Regions from separate parts of the Mus musculus genome. Here regions 2 and 3 are each linked to region 1. A link is a contact called in public HiCAR-type and promoter capture Hi-C data. All regions are on one chromosome and are shown on one strand. Each heading gives the region's core, a stretch centred on a gene start, on an enhancer-like site or on the middle of the called end of the contact. The rest is flanking DNA. Distances are from core to core; before and after follow the strand shown.

Evidence for each region. Promoter capture Hi-C pulls out the DNA fragments that hold promoters and counts their contacts. HiCAR-type assays count read pairs that join an accessible place to other places.
Region 2: a promoter capture Hi-C map of pre-B cells shows a contact between it and region 1. The contact joins the promoter of Trim32 here to the promoter of Megf9 in region 1. A contact is called at or near these places in 1 of 39 promoter capture datasets (pre-B cells) and 2 of 484 Hi-C or Micro-C datasets (CD4 T cells and CD8 T cells).
Region 3: a HiCAR-type map of astrocytes shows a contact between it and region 1, with 4 times the contacts expected there. The contact joins the promoter of Frmd3 here to the promoter of Megf9 in region 1. A contact is called at or near these places in 2 of 39 promoter capture datasets (cranial neural crest and frontonasal cranial neural crest) and 1 of 115 datasets of contacts at active chromatin or transcription factors (astrocytes).

Annotation. Positions count from the first base shown.
Region 1 is chr4:70,533,121-70,536,886 of GRCm38.p6, forward strand. It overlaps Megf9 (multiple EGF-like-domains 9), which reads right to left and starts at 1,808. Exons shown (of 6, transcript NM_172694.2): 1 at 1,108-1,808. The coding sequence starts at 1,702.
Region 2 is chr4:65,602,886-65,606,651 of GRCm38.p6, forward strand. Trim32 (tripartite motif-containing 32) reads left to right here and starts at 2,101. Exons shown (of 2, transcript NM_053084.2): 1 at 2,101-2,184. The region is part of intron 16 of Astn2 (astrotactin 2); the gene reads right to left.
Region 3 is chr4:74,011,788-74,015,553 of GRCm38.p6, forward strand. Frmd3 (FERM domain containing 3) reads left to right here and starts at 1,816. Exons shown (of 14, transcript NM_172869.4): 1 at 1,816-2,129. The coding sequence starts at 1,983.

The DNA of each region.
Region 1 (3,766 bases), core at 558-3,057:
AAAAGCATGAAAGGTTTAAAAACTAGCTAGTTAGTACATTCCTTGAAGCTAAAAGAGATCCAAATGTGGCTTTTGGGGGTGAATAATCTGCATTCCTACTTGTGCCTTTGCCAAGCTCCAACATACGATTCAAGGCTTAACCATCTGGGAAAATCTTCTACCAACTCAATTATAGTCCAAACTTCATACCTGACTCCACAGTAAACCACTGAGCCTAAGAATTAGGTCAACAATCAGATCAAGCTAGACAAGTAAGTGCTCTGGGCAAATCTCCACCCCAATGCAAAGCAAAAGATCTCAGAAAACTTGCTGAATTTCTTAAAGACGTAGGCCTTATTGGTTGAGTTCCTGGCCTATTTAAGATGCAAAAGGGTGAAAGAACAGCAGTTGTATCTTAACTTTGCTTGAACACTTTCACCAGCAGAAGAGCTGCATTTCCTATTGTGAGTTCAAACAGAAATTGGCATGTCAGCATCAGCAGTAATGAACATCCTACTTTAAAAAGGGGCAAAGATGGGCATCCCTGCTCAAATGGCATTTGCTCAATTACTGACCTTGGAACTGAGACAGAATGAAGTGGTGCAAGGAAGGGATTTAACCTAATTTATAAACTTGCTCAACCTAGATACACACCTGTCCCAAATGACCTATAAAATCTACTTATTTGCAGAGAAAACACGGACTACAATGCCGTTTCTGTTTGTAAGCAAACTACATTGTTCATCTGGGGGAATCCCGTAAAGGTTTTTACCTGCGCATTGATAAAGCACCATCCTAGCTTTCAAACTTTCCCCCAAATATCCCAGGTAGGGTGGCCTTCTGGGCGGATCCAATACAAAAGTTTGTGTCCATTCTGGGACTCTGACAAAGGCCAGAAAACCCTGTTTTAGGAAGAGACCCTAAGCCTTCCATATAGCAGCAGCTCCCTCTGGATGGAGCATGGCACCAGGTTGGGGGACAAAAGACTTTCTAGATTTGGAGGGATTGGGGGTTTACTTTAACTGGAGCTCGGATCTTCCCTTGGGAAGCTCTTGGGCAAGAAGCGGCCAGGGTGACGAGGCCGGTGTGTAAATAGGCAGTGCCTGGGGGAAGGTCCAGAGGACTCACCTGGGGGAGGAGAAGTAGGGGCTTCGGTGACAGGTGCGGTGGGCGGGACTCCGCTACTGTTGCTGCTTCTGTCCGGGGACTCGGCAGTTGGGGTCCCTGGAGTGCTGGAAGCCTGAGCGGTGGTGACTACAGAGGTGGTCGGCGGCTGGCCAACTGTGCTCGCAAGGGTGGTGGGCGCGGGTCTGGAGGGTGGTGATTCCGTGGTGGGAGTGTGTCCGTCCTCCGAAGGGGTGGCGGGCGAGAGGTCCAGAGCCGGGAAGGGGGTGGCAGCGGGTTGTGCGCTGGTGCGAAGAGGAGGAATGATCTCCGGGGAGCCGGCTGACGGGGTTGTAGCCCCGGTTTTGCGGACTGTGGTGCGCGGGGGACCGGTCCGCGGGGCCTGCGCGGTGGGAGCCGCGGTCTTAGGGAAGGGGCTGCTGGCTTGGTCCCGAAGCCCCGGGCTGGGCGACGGGACCACCTGCCCCTCGGCCCCGCCGCCACCGGTGACATTCCCTGCCGAGGCTGTGGAAGCGGCTGCGGCGGCCGCGCAGCACAACAGGGCGAGGCCGCCCAGGCTCGGCAGGCTCCTCATGGCGCGCTCGGCTCCGCCATTCATTCATTCATCCAGTCGATCGGTCAGTCATCTTCTCCTCCCTGCCGTCCGACCAAGGAAAGCGTTGCCGCCGCTGCCGCCACCAAGAGCACCATCGCCACCTCCCTCTGACAGGCGGCCGGCCCCGCGGGCGGGCCTCAACGCGGAGGGAGCGACTGGGCGGAGCGCGCACTGCCCGCCCTCCTCGATAGGCAGCGAAGCCTGGCCAATCGGAAGCCGCGTTGGCCCACGTGATCCGCCCGCTCCCCGGCCTCTTTGTAACGGCGCAGACCAATCAGAGGACTCCAAGGGAAGAGGGCGGGACGTCGGGAGGCGCGAGAGGTGTTGGAGCCGGCTGGGTTCGCTGCGGCTCCGGCTTTGTCTACCCACAGAGCGGGGCGCGGGCCTTGGGCATCCAACGCCGCCGAGCAGACAAAGGACGCGGCCCGCGCGGCAGATTCCAGGCCAAATCATCTGTTCCACTGGGCTGCGAGCTGGACCCGGGGCGGGGAGTCCCCTGTGGACAGCGTCTCCACCCTTCTGAACAATGGGGGCGCCGGAACCGCACCCGGACTCGGGCGGGGGCTGGGTTACATCCCCGCGACGGGCGAGGGTGGTGGCAGCTAATATATTAGATGGAGCTCGGCTCTCACTCTGTTGCTCAAGACAGCCGGCCTTGGCCCTGCGGTATCAACACTGTCAACCCCATTTCAGAGATGGGGAAATTAAAGCTCTTGCTGATGGCTTCAGCAAGCCAACTTCTGTGCCCCCACTAAGCACCTGCTGATGGCATGGGCCTGCACTAAGCCAGATGGGACGGCCTGGAGCCCCATCCTGAGCACAAGAGGGTGTGGAGGAGACAAACTGGCATGCACAGTTTATGCTCAGAACCTCGGAAAGAATAGAATATGACCAGGTTGAATTTCAGCTCCTTGTCTCTCTTGCTGAGTGGTTTTGTGGCTCAAGCAGTTTTCTTAACCACGTAAATGGTGAGATGAGAGGGCACACCCCATCCCCCTCACAGAGTTGTGAAAATGAAATCATGTACTTGAAGGGTTTAACCCAATGCTTGGCCCACGGTTGTAAACCGTCATTAATGCTAACCACTTGGGGTTGCACTATGTCAGGACAAGCCTAAGGTTGGAAAGCAGCCCGCATTGCCTCTGAGTCCCCAGAGATTCCTGCCTGTTGCCTGCATTGGGGTTGGGCTGATAACAGAGCTTGACCCTGGATGACATTAAACTCTGGAGGAAGTTGGAAATCAGGCAGGCAAACTTGCACCATCACCCAGGATCCAGCGCTGCGGGACATGGTAGCCTCAGCTGAGCAACTTTTAGGTGCAATCTGGCAGGACAAGTTTGTCATCTGATGGCTTAATTCCATCCCAACAGCCTCACTGTAAACCCAGTCGTGGCCTCTCCTAGGATGCTTGCCTTTGTGCATGATTTCCCATTAGTCATTCTCCTCTAACCAGACAGGCAGGATGAGATTTGTGTGTGAACTCCTGTGTGTTAACAAAAGCATGCATTTATTTGCCTGAGTGAGTAGTGGGTGGGGAGAGGATATGTTGGAGCTTGTGTATGAAAGCATAAACACATTTGTAAGTCTCTCTGTGAAGATTGTATGTGTGAGTCTGCAAATATAAGAACTTGTATTTTCATGTGATATGTTTAAGATATTAATGCATGCACACTGGTGTGTGTTTTGTGTGAATTTTCTGTTTTTCAATGTGAGGTTGTTTCTGGGTGTGTCTTTAGAGGCCTACCTATGTAAGAAATAAGGGACTAAATGAGAGGGCCATGTAACTGTTCTAAAGACAAATATTTAGCAAGAATTGACCATAGTTCTATTTTTACTTGCCTTTAGGAAGGGAGTGGACATGGTGTGTCCCTCCCCTGTATTCTTTTGGTTCCTCAGCCCCAACCAAAATGCCACATCCTCTAGGACTTGGATTTCTGAGTGGGAGTTAATCCCTCCCTAGTTCCCTACCGGCCTTTGTTTATAACCCTGATCTATCAACCCCTGCCTCTTCCTAAAAGGATTAATGATGGCTTTTAGACATAAGTACTACAAATAAAATGAACCACC
Region 2 (3,766 bases), core at 851-3,350, 4.9 Mb before region 1:
AAACCCGGAGGCAGGAACTAAAGCAGAGATAAAGCAGGAGTGCTGCTTCCTAACTTGCTCCCCAGGCTTATTATCAGGTACCTCTCTTCTATCTCCCAGCACCATCTGCCTAGGGATGCTACTCCCCATGTTAACTATCAGTCAAGAAAATGCCCCACAGACCTGTCTACAAGCTAAGCTGATGAAGGTGTTTGTTTTACTCAGGTGAGGTTCCTGGATGTGCCTAGATTTGTGTGAAGTTGAGCCCCCCCAAAAAAACAAACAACAACAACAACAAAAAACAAACAAACATAAAACCAACAACAACAACAAAATCTTACCAGCACAACTATATAGTGGGGGTACAGGACAACCTAGGTTATACACCAAAATGCTGTCTCAAATAAACCAAACAGGAACAAAGTCCTAGTTAGTTTTTAATGCAACCTGTTACGAAGTGAGTTCCACAGTCCTGAGCCCCTGAATTTCAGATGTCAGAAAGGGAGAGAGAGTGAAATGCTGTACTTTTCTTCTTTTTTGCTCCTAAAGAAATTCGGAATCAAATATGACTAACCATGGCCTGTATACAGATTCTCATCTATCCCAAATAACACACTCTACTGTGGAAAAGGCCTATGGATATTTATATTCACAGAACAAAAAACTCCTAAGTCTTAACTTAAATGCATTGTGGGGGATATCAGGTAGATGGGCTACAGCAAGATAGGGAAAGTTCTTTTATCTTTTCCGGATGTTATAACATTCTTAGTGGAAGCTCATAGTCTTCTAACTTTAACTATACATTCCAATGGTTTACCTTATAGTCAGAAGATTGTTAGGCCAGAGTCATAGGTTGTTAATAAATGGCCATTAAGAGAACTAAAGCTAGCCCAAGATAAATTGACTATGTGTCTACAATATGTTTTATCCTTTCCCAGTTCTAGGTATTTGGTCAGTCCATAGAATTGCCAGCACAGATATAATTTCTTCAAGGAACTTTGAGTCACATATTCTCTGGGAAAGCCTTGGGAGTTCTGGGTGCCTGGGTTGGCTCAGGGCTCTAGAATTATCTGAGATATCAAATTGTACTCAGAATGTATAATCAGGAAATCCGGCCAGGGATAAAATCATGTGAGAACTCCTGAATCACTGAGAAGAGAAACAAGTTGGAGAATGAATAGCCTGGTTCAGAGTTCCATCAAAATCGATGCCAGGTGTATACCGAACCTTGGACAAGATGTGTGGGACAGGGGCGGGAGTGAGGTGGGGGAAGGGGATAAATTTACTTTTCCCACCTTTCTGAGTTATTAGTAACTCATCAAAACAATCCTTAACTTTATTTTGAGATAAAGAAGTAGAAAAATGAAGTTAAGAGTGATTCTGGGAAATTAAAGCCAGGTTCTGACAGGTAGAAACTGGTTACTTTGCCTTTTAACCCCTAGGTCTCAGCTTCTTTTCAAAGTCTGTAGTCTGTCGGAAAGTGTCTAAAGGTATTACTGTTTTTGTTTTGTTGTCTTATCATTGTGCAGAGGGTACACAGCTAGGTGGAATTTCAAATATGAGAGCATAATATTTCAGATTCCTTCATATTCCTCACTAGTACTGTGTGTTTATCGCATTCAGGAGCAGGTATTACCTGTCCACAAACTACCTTCAGGACCAGGAGGTCCTGGCCACAAAACCTCCCGTCTGACAAGGCTCAATGCAGGCTTTTCCCTGTTTCTCCCTCTGCTATCCGCCTCTGCGCTGTTTGGCAAAGAAAACGTCTTTCCTAAGGGGCATGTGTTCAGTGACTCCACTTTGGGATGTGTCACAGGCAGAAACACCTAGCCCGGGGACCTGCAGCTCTTTGAAGGGAGTGTGCTTGTCTTCTTCAAAGAGGCGTCTGTCTGCAAAGTGCCCGAACTTTCTGGAGACTACTACTGGGGGATTAGCATTGACTAACCATGTTTAGACTCTGAAACGGGGCAGAAAGCTGCAATGGCCTAGGTTTCCGGAGCCATCCCTATCTATTCAGCTGGGCCGCGGGCGCTGAGCCCACAGACCTACAAGCCCCAGCATGCCTCGGGAGGCGGGGCAAGTTGACGGGCAGGCGACTGTACGAATTGGCGACTGCCATGGGAAGGACGTGCTAGCGCATGCGCAGAAGGCAGCGGGCGGGTGGGCTGGCAGCGGTGGACTCGCGTCGGAGCTGCGGGCGGTCAGGTAGGGGGCGGGAAGGAGGGTCTGCGACCAGGGACTGTGGTGGGTCGCGGGGATCCAAGATTGAATGGCAGGATTTGGGGACTGGATCGGAGTGGCAGGATCGGATTCGGAAGGGACGGGCTCAGGAGCGATTCGGCGGAGATGAGATGCAGCTGGGGGAGGGGAGCAAAGGGGCTGAGGAAATTTGCAGTTGCAGCATGTCGGGAGGTATGAGGTAATGTGGGGGCCATGCGGAGAGACGGGGTGCAGCATGTGGGAGATGGGAGGATCTGACGTCCCTGGAGGTATCTGGGTGCAGAATATCAGAAAGCATAAAGGAATTTGGCAGGCCTGGATGAGGTTGGGTGTTGGCGGGCAGAATCTTAGGGGCTTTGAGGAGATCGGTGTAATGATAGCAAGATCTGAGATCAAAACAGCCAAGGTCTTGGAAGATCCTAATTGCTGAAGAGAAAGGGATTTCTGTAGCGGAATCTGGGAAAGACTGAGGGGTGAGTTCCCGAGGGAATCAGTACCCAGTTAGAAAATCGCAGCAAAGGTTTGAAGGCAACACGTGAGGCAGGACGGGGGCGGAGGTGGGGGGCGGGGGTTGGAGGTGGCCCAGTACAAGATGGGGATGATGGGCAGATGAGCGATCAGATTGAAGGAGGGCAGAAATCTGAGGTACAGGATTGGAGTTTGGAGATGGCATACAGGGGTGATAGATGTGGGAATTTGAAAATAGATTAAAGGATGTATTGGAGGGATGAGGGACACATAAGAGCTATTGGTGAATTGCAAGGCTGCAGCATACAGTCTAAAAGGTTGAATGATAGATTTGGGATTTAGCGTTGAGAATGAGGTTTGTGGAGAATGAATGGTGGGGAGTGAATGCTGTAACTAGATTATAGAATTCAAAACCAAATGAAATTTGTGAGTAGGTTCTTAGGAGGTTTTTGTTTGTTTTTGTTTTTGTTTTGGTCTTGGCATAACTGAACCCAGAGGGTCTTCTGGAGACCCAGGGACCTGAAAGTAATTTATAAATAAACTATGTATAAATGAATGGAATTTAGGAGAATGTAAGGGTTTGGGAATAAAGACACCAGTCTTCAGAAATCCTGAAGGAGAGTTTGACATTCTTTGAAGGGCAGATTCTTCCTCACTTACTAACTAAAGGCCCTTTAATCCTGAGGCAGGCATGTATTCTGACTATACCCACTCTGACCACCCCCACCTCCTCATCACAGACCCGATATTATAGGCCTTGGGGAAGAAGCAGTGAACTACCTAAGGGCTTCTGCTACCTAGCCTTTTCCCTGTCCAAGGTATGAGCCAAAATGATCTTCAACCTAATATTATCTTATAGGAGGTCCATTATAGCTCACAGAGACAATGGTTCTGGGTGAGAAACAAAACAAGGTTGGAACAAGGCGGAGCCTCCTGTCTACTGAGTATTTAGCCTGTGCCATTACCTAAAGCCAGGGTTCTCAGACAGGGTGCTTTTGTTCTGCCAGGAAACATTTGACCGTGTCTGGATGGAGGCATTGTCAGTTGTCATAGTTGAGGGGTTGTGTGTGTGTGGGGGGGGGGATACTTGGGGGGGGGG
Region 3 (3,766 bases), core at 566-3,065, 3.5 Mb after region 1:
GCACTGACATCTACAATTTATATCACCCCATGACCCTCAAATCTGATCTATCAGATTCTATTCTATGGGATAACATAAACAATTACATAATATGTCAAATCTCTAATTCAGCTATGATAACTTGTGTTGAGTTTTTATTAAGAATGGTTTCTATAGGGTCATTTGAATGCTCATTCACCACAGCATGACAGGGAGGCACAGCATCTGTCTCTGTCTCTCTCTGTCTCTGTCTCTCTCTGTCTTTCTCTCTGCTACTTACAGATCAGGATGTAGTTTGCCACTGCTCCTGCACCATGCATGCTGTCAAATGCTCCCTCCATGCTCCCACGATGATCACAACTACCCTCTGAAACTGCAAGCAAACCCACAATTAACTGCTTCCTTTTATAAGAGTTGCCGTTCTCATGCTGTCTCTTCCTAACAATAGAAGAGTGACTAAGATACAATGTTATACTAAATTCTCTCTCTCTCTCTCTCTCTCTCTCTCTCTCTCTTTTCCTTTTGTTATTTGATACAGTCTCACTAAGCAATCCAGGCTGGCCTCACACTCTCTCCTCCAGCTTCATCATTGCTAGTGCTGAGGTTTCAGACAAGGGGCAGTAGTAGGTTGATCGCTCTTGCAGTTTAGAGGATTGAGAAATAGATGCCTGACTGTAGGGTGATTACTAGTGCTGGAATTGCAGAGGAAGCAGGGAATACACAGGACAGGAAGAACGCCAAGTGCACTGCTAGCCACAGCCAATCCCTTCCCAGCCTTTTTCCCTCCACAGCACAGGGTATCCCTCTGGATGAAGGGACTGCATATGTAGCAAACGTTAAAGAACTGACAGCTAACAAGCCTTTCTGGTAGCAATCATTCCTCACTGAAAAAGAAACAACAGAGCAAAGCAGCTTTCATTTAATTCCTATTTTCTAACATTTCTCCCTCCATCTCGAAGTTCTACCTACCTGTAACTGCTGCAACATCTCCGTCACCCCTTGAACCTAGAGCATTTCACACAGGGACAGGGGCTCATTGGGATGACAATGAATTCCTGGAGAGCAACAGAGAATTCCAGGGTTTCCAGCACCCAGAGAGGAGACTAAAATAGAATGGGAAACGTCTTTGTCATTAGACTCCTACTAGATTCCTATGCTGTGGGAGGTGGAGGAGGCTCCCTAAAGAGGGTGGGGCAGAATAGAGCTTCTAGTTGGAGTCTAAGGAGATAGGTCCATAAAAAAAATATTAAAAATTAAAAAATCAAACTATTTAAGAAAGACAATTCCTAACTAAAGATGGAAGACGAGGGCTGATCTCAGTTAATATTAACTTTAAAATCGGCCAGGAATATCCGAGACTGTTACCACGGTCATGTGCATGTGCAATGTTTGTGCCTCTTGCCATTGTTTGATAATCCCTTCCAGCCCAACAGTTCTCTCCATCAGCGGAATTCCCTTGAGGGTGTGTGGGTTGTTCTGCACTCTTTGCTGGCCGCCAGGATCCGGGAATTCACAATGCAGGGCGCCTTTGAGTCGAAGAGAAGCAGGGCAGGGACCATCTAGCAACCGCGATGGGAGGAGGGAGGAGGCGGCCAGTCGGAGGAAAGCATCAGGGCCTAGCCTGACGCAGCAGCAGCCCTGGAAGTGGCCCCCGCCAGAGCTTCTGAGCGTCAGGGGACAGTCGGTCCTGTGCCTCCTCCAACCGCGAGCCCTAGGAGGGTCCTGGGCTCCCACCGCCCTCAGCCTTCAAGCCCAAGCCAAGGGAGGTGCCCTCTGAGCTAGCTAGGAAAGGAGGCGGGGATTGGAGCGTGTGAAGAGGAGAGGGAGGGACGGGTTCTCCTCGCCACTCGCCGCTGGTGGCCGCAGGCGCCCTGCGCTGCCACGGTCTCCGGGCGGAGCTGCACCCGGAGCTGCGACTGTATTGAGAACGTGTGAATGTCCGCGTGGACCAGGGCCGCGCGGGTCCCGCGCCTCCTACGGCTGCCTCCCGCGTGCTGCTGTGTATGTTCGCTTCTTGTCACTGTGCGCCGAGAGGCAGAAGGACTATGAAGATGATTCACTTTCGGAGCTCCAGTATCAAATCGCTCAACCAGGAGATGAAATGCACCATTCGACTGCTGGACGACTCGGAGGTCTCCTGCCATATCCAGGTGCGGTGGCACCGGGGGAGGATGCAGGGCGTGCGGTACTCGCACGGTGCAGGAGTGAGTGAGAGGGCTCTGAGGGTAGGCATGCACTGGTGGGAAACCCATCTCAGCAAAGAAGAGCGGCTGGAATGCTGGATTTGCTTCAGTCCTCAAGATAGGGGCTTTGGCCCTCTATAGTCATCTGCTGTGTGTTATCCTTACCTCAGCCCCCTACCCTGACGTGTTCCCTGGGCTCACTTTACGTTGCTCCTAGGCTGAGACTGTAAGCAAATGTCTCTCGCTTGGCGCTGTACTGGTCCCTTTGGAGCCTATCTCACCAGGACATAGAAGCCACGGAGCCAAGGGAGACCCTTGCATGCTACCCCAGTGTCCTTCTTTCTCATCCACCACGTGGAAAAGGACTCCACCAGCCAGGGTTCGCTCCTGTTTCCCGCGCCCAGGCGGTTTGGGAACCTGCTTCTTGTACCCTGCTGTTTCTCTGACAGGAGCCTGATTTCTCTAGTGTGGTAATGGACTTCTCCAAGTTTCCTAGAAATCTTGGGCTCCAGCCTTGAGGAATGGGATGCACTTTGTATCGATTTGGAGCTACCTCTAAAGAAACATGAAATGTGTGTTTCAGAGAAAGGGAAAAGATTCATGAAGCTTGCAAACGAGTCCTGCAGGAAGCTGGGTCTTGGGTTAAAGAGCTTGGAATTTTGGTGACTATTCATGTGGTCAAGTTGGAGAAGGCACGTTGCTTAGTATTTTTATTGGCCTCTCCCTTCCTTGGGAGATCATTGTCTGTGGCCTCGCAAATATATTTGCAAACTGCTGTTGCTGCTGCCTCAGCTGGTGCTGTTGGTGGTTGTTGGTGGTGGTGGTGATGTGTCTATGTGTTTCTATGCACTCAAACAGGCTGTGTGCCCTTTGGCTGCACTTGTTCAGGCAGGTCGGTGTTAGCTTCTCCTATGACCTCATATGACATGCAAGTTCTGCAAAGGTTGTAGCAGAGCTAAGCACTGTGAGCATCAGAGTTTAAAATCTAACTATTTCTAGGATTCCCTCTTCCAGGCTACTATATCTTGAGGTTCTAAGACCCATGCCTGTGGGACGTGAAGGGATTAACACCTCCAAGAGGCAGGAATCTGCCTCTAGCTTGTGCCAGAATTTTTAAAAAGACATTTTTAATTAAAATATAATTACATCGCTTTCCTCCTTCCTCCTCCTCCTTCTATCCTCTCCCCCAAGTCTCCACTCTCCAACTTTTTCCACGTACCGCATCCACAATCTCAACTGATGCCTTTGTTCTTTTATCATTATGGTTACATATATATGTATATGTATGCATAAGACTATAAGCACAACCCTCCCAGTGTGTTTTTATTGTTTGTGTGCATATGGCTTCAGGGCGGATCACTTCTATCGAATAACCAATAAGTGGACTCATCCCTGGGACGTGCTATTCTCCTTCTTTTCCATGGTCATGATTGCCCAATGTTCTTTATAGAGGGTAGGGTTCTGTAAACATTTCCTCCCTCTCAGTTTATATGTATATTGATATTGCCGTTGTTTAGGTGTTGTTTACGCCATTTCCATGAAAGATTGTTTCACAGAGGACATCTGGTATTCTGCATCGTGTAATCTTTCTGCAAGCTTTTACC